3 separate regions of the Sus scrofa genome follow, and regions 1 and 3 are each linked to region 2. The links are chromatin contacts, called in public HiChIP or PLAC-seq and promoter capture Hi-C maps. All regions are on one chromosome and are shown on one strand. The core of a region is the stretch at or near the end of the contact, and the rest is flanking DNA. Distances in the headings are between cores, read along the strand shown.

Evidence for each region. Promoter capture Hi-C pulls out the DNA fragments that hold promoters and counts their contacts. HiChIP or PLAC-seq counts read pairs in DNA pulled down with a chosen protein or histone mark.
Region 1: an H3K27ac HiChIP or PLAC-seq map of skeletal muscle shows a contact between it and region 2, with 8 times the contacts expected there. The contact joins the promoter of NCOA4 here to the promoter of ZNF22 in region 2. A contact is called at or near these places in 1 of 5 promoter capture datasets (fetal liver), 1 of 47 Hi-C or Micro-C datasets (skeletal muscle) and 2 of 2 datasets of contacts at active chromatin or transcription factors (alveolar macrophages and skeletal muscle).
Region 3: a contact with region 2 is called in a promoter capture Hi-C map of liver, with 9 times the contacts expected there. The contact joins the promoter of LOC100522401 here to the promoter of ZNF22 in region 2. A contact is called at or near these places in 3 of 5 promoter capture datasets (fetal liver, fetal skeletal muscle and liver), 2 of 47 Hi-C or Micro-C datasets (heart right ventricle and liver) and 2 of 2 datasets of contacts at active chromatin or transcription factors (alveolar macrophages and skeletal muscle).

What each region holds. Positions count from the first base shown.
Region 1 is chr14:90,529,820-90,533,119 of Sscrofa11.1, reverse strand. It overlaps NCOA4 (nuclear receptor coactivator 4), which reads left to right and starts at 1,949. Exons shown (of 10, transcript NM_001243122.1): 1 at 1,949-2,048. It overlaps MSMB (microseminoprotein beta), which reads left to right. Exons shown (of 5, transcript NM_213852.1): 5 at 1-28.
Region 2 is chr14:91,095,094-91,098,199 of Sscrofa11.1, reverse strand. ZNF22 (zinc finger protein 22) reads left to right here and starts at 1,312. Exons shown (of 2, transcript XM_003483520.4): 1 at 1,312-1,400.
Region 3 is chr14:90,580,999-90,584,167 of Sscrofa11.1, reverse strand. LOC100522401 (WASH complex subunit 2A) reads right to left here and starts at 1,769. Exons shown (of 33, transcript XM_003133111.6): 1 at 1,621-1,769; 2 at 1,410-1,532; 3 at 325-489. The coding sequence starts at 1,623.

The DNA.
Region 1 (3,300 bases), core at 700-3,199, 570 kb after region 2:
GTAAAAAATTCTTGAGCAAACACTTGAATATGTCTGTACTTTTAATTTATAAATTATGTATGCATTTATATAACACACCTTTAAAGCATGCAAACATTTTAAAGGAGACAAAAATAAATGTGAATGAAAGATATAACATCTTCCCTCCACGCCAGTAGATCACTGAGCATCCCCTACTCAGAGGGCTGCTGTTACTTCTCTCGCTTCTGATATATCTTCACTCTGATGCCCCAGCATCCCATTATTTGGTGAACAATTCAAAAAAATGGGTCTTTGAGATGAAATCAGATCCTTTATTTTCTTTGAGGTTTTCTTTTTTACCCTTCCTTTTTGTTCTTCAGAGAGTGTCCTCCTTGCTGTGTCCCTCATATACATCTGTGTTTGCCTGAGGTTAGAGCAGGACAACCTGGAAGAAGTGCCTCCAAGAGCACATACAGCCCAATGGGGTGTTAAAAAGCCAGGGATCTTGCCTTGTGGATGGGAAACGGCTTGCAGGCAGAGCTCTGTAATGGTTTTTAAAATTTAGGGAGTTAAAACAGTGACAACGCTGATCATCTCGTGCTCTTTCTGTGTTAGAGAACGTTTGTTCACTGAAGAGGTCTTTACTAAGTGCCTGGCAGTGCTTTGGGCCTGGGGATACAGTACTGAACCAGAGAGACCAGGTCTCTGCTCTCCTGAAGCTTAGAGTTGTGTGTGTGTGTGTATGTGACAGATCACAAACAAGCAAACAGTTCTCTGTTGGACAATCTGTGGGCAATCGGTAAAGAGATTTTACTTCCCCTCTGCCCGATAACCCTACCTATGCAAACATGCTATGTGGGCTAGTTGAACAATCTAGGCATATCCTGGATTTTGGTCACCCTAAGATAATAAAAATGCACCTTTGGCGTTTCCGTCATGGCTCAGTGGTAACAAACCTGACTATTGTCCATGAGGTTCGATTCCTGGCCTCGCTCAGTGGGTTAAGGATCCATTGTGGCCATGAGCTGTGGTGTGGGTCGCAGATGCGGCTCAGATCCTGCGTTGCTGTGGCTGTGATGTAGGCCCGCAGCTGCAGCTCTGATTCAACCCTTAGCCTGGGAACTTCCACATGCCACAAGTGTGGTCCTAGAAAGCAAAAAAAAAAAAAAAAAAAAAAAAGTCGCCTTGTTCCAGAATCTGCATTTGAATTGAAGAAGGAATGAGGAACAGGAGCTTTAAAAGTATGCTATGCCTATGACTGCCCTTTTAGCGTGTGCATCTAAACCTATGTTTCCTATTGCTTTTTGCTGAGAGAGCCTTGCCCGCTGATGTTCTTGGGTGAGAGGCTGCACTTTTATGATCATCTCCTTCACAAATCCTACTCAGATGGTCTTTCACCTTGCTGGGTAGCACTTAGTTAGTAATGGGAACCTCTGTCAAAACTGGGACAGAAAGGTTCTTATTTTAATATCTGGTCACTACATATATATAACCATTTTAACCATTTTTACGTATACAGTTGAGTGGTACTAAGTACATTCGAATTGCTGTGTGACTATCCATACCCAGAACTTCCCATCATCCCAAGCTAAAAGTCTGTACCCATTAAACAATAATTCCTCTTCCCCAAGCCTGTGGCAACTACTATTTTGTCTCTATAACTATGACTATTCTAAGTACCTCATATAAACGGAATCATCTATTTGTCCTTTTGTTTCTGACATTTACTTCTGCATATGTACGTTAAGGCTAAAAAAATATCTACATCGTGAGGACATTTGGTGTGAGAGAATCACTCAGGATAGTCCTCCTAACAGCTTGCCTTCACAAACGTTTCTCTCCTTTAATCTTATTCTTTGGGGCCCAGGAAAATGTATGCGCCTACCCCCTGCGCCCTGTGGAGGGCAGGCAAGGACCTTGGGCAGACCCTAGTAGAGATCTCGCGAGACTGTCAAATTTGTGATAAGAGACTTGAGAAGAAGGTTGTGTTCTCGCGAGAACTCTGCCTTTCAGACCTTGGCTCGTGTTGGGCCGCGTCTCAGTCCGCCAAGGTCTCCTCGGATCGCCGGGAGCCGCGCTCAGAGGTGGTAAGAACCGGAGGGGGGCCCCGGGGCGAGCTTGCCTCCTACCGCTCTCACGTGGCGGGTCGGTTTGGGGAGCCATGACTGCTTGTTGGACCAGCCCGGCCCTGTCTGGGCCTACCTTTAAAGGCTGGCCTCTCCTTAGACCCGCCCGACCCGGGGGCCACGTCTTCTTGCCTGCCCGCCGGCCAGGGCCTGTTCTCTCCCCGGCCCTCGCCTCTCTTGGCCCGAGGACCACTTCTTTCTCCCTTCCCGGCCCCGGCCTGTCCTCCGCCTCTTCGGCCTTAGACAAGCTGGCCTGGGGACCACCTCCCCCTGCTTGTCCGCCCGCCTTCCCCCCCGCGCCCCGGGTGTGACAGCTTCAGGTTTTTGCTCGCTCTCGCCTGGGTCTTTTGGAGAGGGGAGAGGCCCATTTTCCAGAACATAGCCTGTTGGGTGGGAGCTCAAAGAAGATAATATTTTTTTCGGCCCTCTACCTGCCAACACAGTGTTTTACTGTAAGGTGAATGTAATTCGCCCAACAATACCAAGAGGTAGCTTGATTACCTCCTTTTTATAGCTGAGAAGAGCGAGGCTTGCCAGTTCCACCAACAGTCACTTATAGTGTGCCTATATGTTCAGGATGTTGAGGATATGGCAATGAAAAAAGAGTGGGCACAGACCTTATTCTCATGGAAATAAATTCTTGTAGCAGAAACAATATTCATAAATAGTCTTAAGTGCCACATGATACAACATGGGATGATGCGATCAAGAATGGCCAAAGGCAGAGAGCTGCAGGCTATTTGACCCACAAAGGCAGAGCTTTTTTCGCCTTTTTGTGTTTTTTTTTTTTTTTCCTAATCAGGGTAAGGTTCCCCATCGCGTAACTGTTTCCACCGCCCACCTGATAATACGGACATATGGTTGTAGGGACTGTTGAGCCTTACTGGGTTAGGATGGGGCAGGAAATCATAATTGGTTCATTTCTGCAAAAATGTCTTGGTGTGACATTTCTGAACTTTAAAAAACCTCGGAGCCTTTGAGGAAGACTCACCCAAATGGAGGTGAGGGTGTGGTGCATGTGCCTTCAGGCAAGTTACTTGGTTGCTCTTTCAAAGTTTGCTAGCTTGCAGATTTGTTAAGTAGGTATGATGATATATGTAAAGGCTAGCACAGTAACATTTCTTACATTTTATTTCTCCTTCCCCTTTCTCTATGGAACTTTTGTGAAAATGATCTAAAGTTTTATGATACTGTATTTTGTGTCTAAATAAAC
Region 2 (3,106 bases), core at 63-2,562:
AAATAGATGTAAAAGCACTTCCTAAATAATGAGCATCTTACAAATTCATTCATTCAACAGATACTTGTGAGTGCCTGCTACCTTCTGAGCACTGATACAACAAGGAACAAGAGATGGCTTTGTGTACCCCTGTGAGGGCATGGGCTTTGCTCTAATAACATGGGAAGCCTTTGGAAGATTTTGAACAAAATGAATGACAAGATTTGACTTGAGTTTTAGGAGGATCACTCTGGGGCTGTGAGTAGACATAGAGAGACCAGTGAGAAAGCCAATGCAACAATCCAGACAGGTCATAACAGGAGCTTGGTGGAGGTTATAGCAGTGGAGATGCTGAAAGTGGCTCTATTCTGGATATATTTGGAAGACAGTACCAACAGAATTACAGATGGCTTGGATTTGGATTTGGGGTGAAAAGAGAAACAATGACATCAATATTTTTGACTTGAGTAACTGAAAAGATGGAGTCACCATCAACTGCTGGGTTGAAGACTGTTGAATGAACAGGTTAGGTGAATATCAGAAGTTCATCTGGGGCTTTGTTAGGTTTGGATGTTCATCACACATGCAAAAGACACCGAGTAATCAACTCGATATATAAGTCTAGAGTTCAACAGTATTTGCATCCCAAGGTTTGACTGGAGTTACCAGTTTGGGAGTCTTCAGCATATACAGATGGTATCTGAAGCCATTAGATTTGGAGTTCTGCAGGTGGAAGGAGGACACAGATCAGGTGAACTTGCACAGGTTGGTAGAGGTGGTTGGCTGTAACAGAACAGAATCAGGAGACATCATTACTAAAGAGAAACAAGGCAGTGTGTTGAAAATCATGAGACTCTGGAGCCAAAAAGACGGGTACAGATCTTTGGCCATCAACTTACATAGTGTGAACGTGAGGCGATTTCTACTCTAAGCCTTGGCCTCCCTAACTGTAAAATGAGTACTCTCGTTCCTATCTTGTAGGGGTTTTTTTGGTAAGAATTAAATAATTGGCTCATGAAAAATATCAGAAATAGTTTAGGCTCTCCAGAAGTACCTCTATGTAATTAATAAGTGCTCCACATTTGTCGAAAGAATGGAGCCTCGGGGTCAGACCGGCTGGTGTTGCCTTTCAAAACCTTGACCACACGGGCTGCCACTCCCCCACCCTGTGGGTCGCTCCTCCATCACAAAGGGAGAAGACCACAAGTCTTGCGGTCCTGAGGGCCACAGGACGCCTTCCGAGGGGAAAACAAAATGGCAAAAAGAAAAGGGTTTCTTTTTTCCGGTGGGCCAGGCACCATAGAGGGTCGATCCGCCAAGTTCCTAGAGCGACCGCGAGGCACAGACAAACGGCGCGCTCGCACTTCCGGTGGCGCGAGGGACGCCGGGCGGGCGAGCGAGGGCCGCGGACGGCAGGCGCGGTGAGTGGCCCTGGGGTGCGCGGGCAGGTGCTCCGAGGCACCAGAGGCGCAAGCTGGGCGCGGCAGGGCGGCGCTCACCCGCCAACGGTGTGGCGAGCGCGGCTTTGGCCTCCGCTCCCGGGATGCCGCAAGGGCTCCGCGCGGCCCGCGGGGCGGAGGGAGTGGGGCGGGCCCGGCCTTGGAGAGGCGGTAGTTGGAGGCCTTAACTGTAGCCCCGGCGATTGGCGGGAGGAGGACAGGCCCGGGCTCCTGGCCGTAGTCCTTACGCCATCCATCAGGCGCCTGTCAGGATTAAACTTTGAACAAACGCTTGGGTAGCACAAGGCTTTTGTGAGAGCCTTGCAGATATTGACTCACTTAAACTTACAACGCCCTGATAATGTAGGGGTTTTATGGTCATCCCCATTTTATGTACTAGAAAGCAAGCACATTGCAGTTAGGCGTGTTCGCTTGGCTAACAGCCCGTGTACTGATATTCACCGTAATACCCGCATCTACTATGGAATTACACTGAAGACCGGTCAGAGGGCTGGACTTCACGTTGGGAATTAAGACTGCAGGTCATTCTGCTGCTAAAAGTACAAGCTCTGGGCTCAAGCTGCTAGGGTGTGGGAACCTGGCCAGAGTATGCCTGCCTTTCCTTAGCAGTACAACGAAGATAATACCATAAACCTACTCCGTGAATTAAGTAAGATGGCATAGGGAATTCCCTGGTGGCTTAGCGATTACGGTTTCGGCTTTGTCACCGCTGTGGCTAGGTTTGATTCCTGGCCCAGGAACTTCCGCATGGCCGGGGCCAGGCCAGAAAAAAAAGATAATAGTGACTGGCACACAGCTATCTGTTAGTGTGATTTCCTCATCTGCAGTGTTCCAGATGTGTTAGTCTCTGAGTTTCCGACCGGAACTGATTTATATAGTATTTAAAAATCAATGTGTTTTTTTCAGTATGTACTTATCATTATAGCTGTTTTCGAATACCAATATCATGTACCTAACAGATATCTCTTTGTCATAGATGTCCTATAAATATTTACTAAAGTTAAGAAATGAGTACTGTTCTCTCTGTATTTTTGTGTAGTAGGCAGTTTGTTCTAATACCTGCCTTAATTACTGCAGATATAATTGTTAAATATCCAGTTAAAGTCTTAGCGCTGTCAGGCCTGGAGTCTCAATTTTACAGTAAGGTGAAGGAAAGGCAATAACAGTGATGTAATTTTTGTTTTCAATTATTTGCTTTATAAGCTTGTATGCAGAGACCCTGGGTAATTATTCCCATTTTACAGTCTACTTTCTGGCACAAAATGTGGAAAGTAATTCCAATAATTGTATTACCTTTGCAGTCCTAGGTTCTCCTACATTGTCACCTGTTTGGAGTTTGTGTTTGTTTTGTTTATGGCCATTATTTTAAATAACCTTATGTTAGTAAATGAAATTAATTATTTGAAATTTTAAATTTTTTGCAGCATTTGGGAATTTTTTAAATCCCATCCTAGTTTTACATATAAACTTATTTCTTCTCCTTTTCTTGTGTTCTGCATATCACCTTTTATTCTGTCCTCATAATACTATCAAGGTAAAAGTTTTTTTGAAATTTTTCTTTCTCCAGGAAAAAAAAATTCTTTGGTTCACATTTTCAAAGAACTGTCCTCTTTCTTGGATCATTGTAATCTAGAAGAAATAATAATGAAACATCTCTTCACTAATGT
Region 3 (3,169 bases), core at 520-3,019, 510 kb after region 2:
GGTGCCCAGAGGATCAGACCAGTTGTACAGCTCCGTACAGAGTATGCTCAATAACAAGGTTTGTTGGAGTGTCATGCAATTCTGCACAACACCGACTACTCCAAAACCAAAAACCGATGGAAACACTGGAATATGAGGAAATTTTATCATTAGGTTTTTTCAAAGGCTTAAAAAAATTTACTAATAAAAAAGGGGGTGAGGCATTAATTATAAAGAACCACTACTTCCACCAAAATTTAGTAGAGAACCTAATAATAGATCATGGAGTATTACAATGGCTCTTGCTCCTCCTAAAAGTAGTATTTATTTATAAATCTGACTCACGTTCTCAATGAACTGGGTATTAGACAGCATAAGGAAGTCATTGAAGACATTATGCAGGCGACAATCTGTGGCTTTAGTTTCCCGAATTAGTCCATCCACTTGTTTCTTGATTTCATGGGTCCTAGAGATAGTCTGCTGTGAGAATTCCTGTAGAAACTGTAGCAGCTATTTAAAAAATAAACATACAGTAGTATCAATATTATACACATCTATTCTGCATATCAAAACAGGAAAGAACCCATTTCCTTTTGTGTGTGTGTGTTGGAATGTAAAAGGGATTCTGCTTTTGACAGCTTTATGACCAAGTAGCATCAAAAAACATTAAGAAAGTTCATCAGCCTTGAGCTGTGGTGTAGATCGCAGACGTGTCTCAGATCTGTCAGGGCTGTGGATGTGGAGTACCTAGGCCAGCAGCTACAGCTCGGATTCCACCCCAAGCCTGGGAACCTCCATATGCCGCGGGTGTGGCCCTTAAAAAAAAAAAAAAAAAAAAAGAAAGTTCATCAAAACAGCGGCAACGAGTCAACGGATACTTGCCATCTCATTTTGGGAGGAATTTTTAAGTCCTGTTTGGTTGTCATTCTACAGGGATTGCAAACGAAAGCCAAAACAACAAACCACTACTTTTATCCAAAAATCCTACTTCAAATGGGACTTTGGAATGACCATTTTCAGTTTACTGGGTGGGCCCTTAGCTAAAAAGTCTCACTCAAGGATATCCATATACTAGTTTTTCTACTGCCCCACTCAGTCCAGGTCCCAACATGGAATTGACGAAGTAATGCCATTGTAAGCCTGCGGAGCGGCGGAAGCCGATTTCCCAGCTCAGGATGGAGTTGGTTGCCGGTCTGGAAAACCCCAACGAGGAAAACAGCCGGGTGTCCAGGCCGCTGTCTGCTTGGGAGCGCTCAGAGGGCTAAGGACAACCGGCCCACCACCGCCCAAGTGCCTGGGGATTGCCGCCGGGGAGTTTTTGAGGGCAAGAAGAGATGTGTTAAGTCGATGTTTATGGGGAGTCCCATCCTCCCTCCCGCATCACCCCGGATGAGTCGCCCTCCCCTCCCGTCCCTGGGCCCGCCTCTCACGCCCGCGTCGGCCGCCAGCGACCAGCTTTGGCTGCTTCTGCGGATCTCTTCCACCGACCAGGGCCGCTCCCACACGGGCTCCGACGCCGGCGCCCGCTCCTGGTCGGGGGTGGTCTGGTTCATCTGCAGCGGGAAGGACGAGAAGAGGCGCTGAGCTCCGGGAGGGCAGAGGGGGCCGGGGCCCAACCCTCACCCAACCTGCCACTCTCACCATCCTCGCCGCGCAGCCTCACGGGCTCCAAGGGCCCGCAGGACGCACCCGCTGAGCCTGGAAGGTCTCTGGAAGCCGAACTTCTCAGTGGTGCCTCAGGCACGTGACTGTAGATCACATGACCCCGGCGCCGGTGACCTGCCCCTCATGTGACCGGCAGTGGATGGCTGCCGGACTGCCGGAAGGAAGGTGCAGAAGCCGGCTGGGGACACTAGACCTCTTCTAAGAGGCCTGTGGCCACATGGATGGACCTAGAAGTTATCATACTAAGTGAAGTAAGTCAGAAAGACACCTATCATATATCACTTAGATGTGATATATATATGACATAAATGAGCCTATCTATGAAACAGACTCACGTTCACAGAGAATTTGTGATTGCGGAGGGGGGTCCGGAAGGGATGGCTGGGGAGTTAGGGATTAGCAGATGGTGACTAATGTACGGAATGTGTAAAAAACAAACTTCTATTGTATAGCCCAGGGAACTATATTGAATATCCTGTGATAAACTTTAATAGAAAAAGAATATGAAAAAATGTGTGTATAACTGAATCACCGTTATACAGCAGAATTTGAAACATTGTAAAGCAAATATACTTGAATAAAGTAAATTTTTAAAAATCTATTTCACTAAAAGAAAAAAAGCCTGCAGCCGGGCTATGGTGGCGGGAGTTGGAGAAAGGAAGGGTGCAGACGCCAGGGGGAGCTGAAGGGGTGCGTCCGACGGGTTGCATTTTAAGCTAGAGGGCAGTTGGCAGGGTGTGATCAGCCCGGAAACGCCTGGCAGCGAGGTATGTTTAGAGAGAAGGGCCAAAGGGAGAACCAGCCTAGGAGTTTTAAACGTTCCAGGCGGTGGGCAGAGGAAGAGCTCGCTGCTGCATCTCTTCCTTGCTGCATCTCTGCTGCCTGTCGCGGGGTCAGCGCACAGGCGCCCAGATTTACTGGATGGTGACTGTTTAAAATCCTTTACTCGCTAGCCAGTGCCCTCAGATTCAAGTTCAAACTCCTCATATAACAGGCAAAAGCCCTTTAATATCTGATTCCTGCCTACGAATCCTTCTTCAACGTGCCCAGCTTCCCCACCAGCGTTCTGCGACCCCTCACACTTCCTTGAAGTTCCCTCTGCGGAGTCCCTCTTCCTCCAGACCAACTTACTTTTTAAAATGAAGATCCCTATTTCTTTCCATTCTTTTTCGGTTTTGTTTTTTTGTTTTTCTTTTTTGGCCACTCCACAGCATGTGGAGTTTCTAGGCCAGGGATCAGATCGAGTCGCAGTTGCGACCTAAGCGCAGCTCTGGCCACCTGGGATCCTTTGGCCATCCTGGGATCCTCTGGGGCGGGGTGTCAAACCTATGTCCCAGGGCTTCCACGACGCCCATGCCACAGTCGGAACTCCATTTCTTTCCATTCTTATGTGCCCATGGGCAAGTTATTTTAATCCTTATGAGTTTTCCTCCTCAGTAAAAGGAAGTTACATGTTTTGCAGGAACTGTGGTAACATTTGTAAACAGCACAATGCCTACCATACTGTGAGCATTAAACATAGATT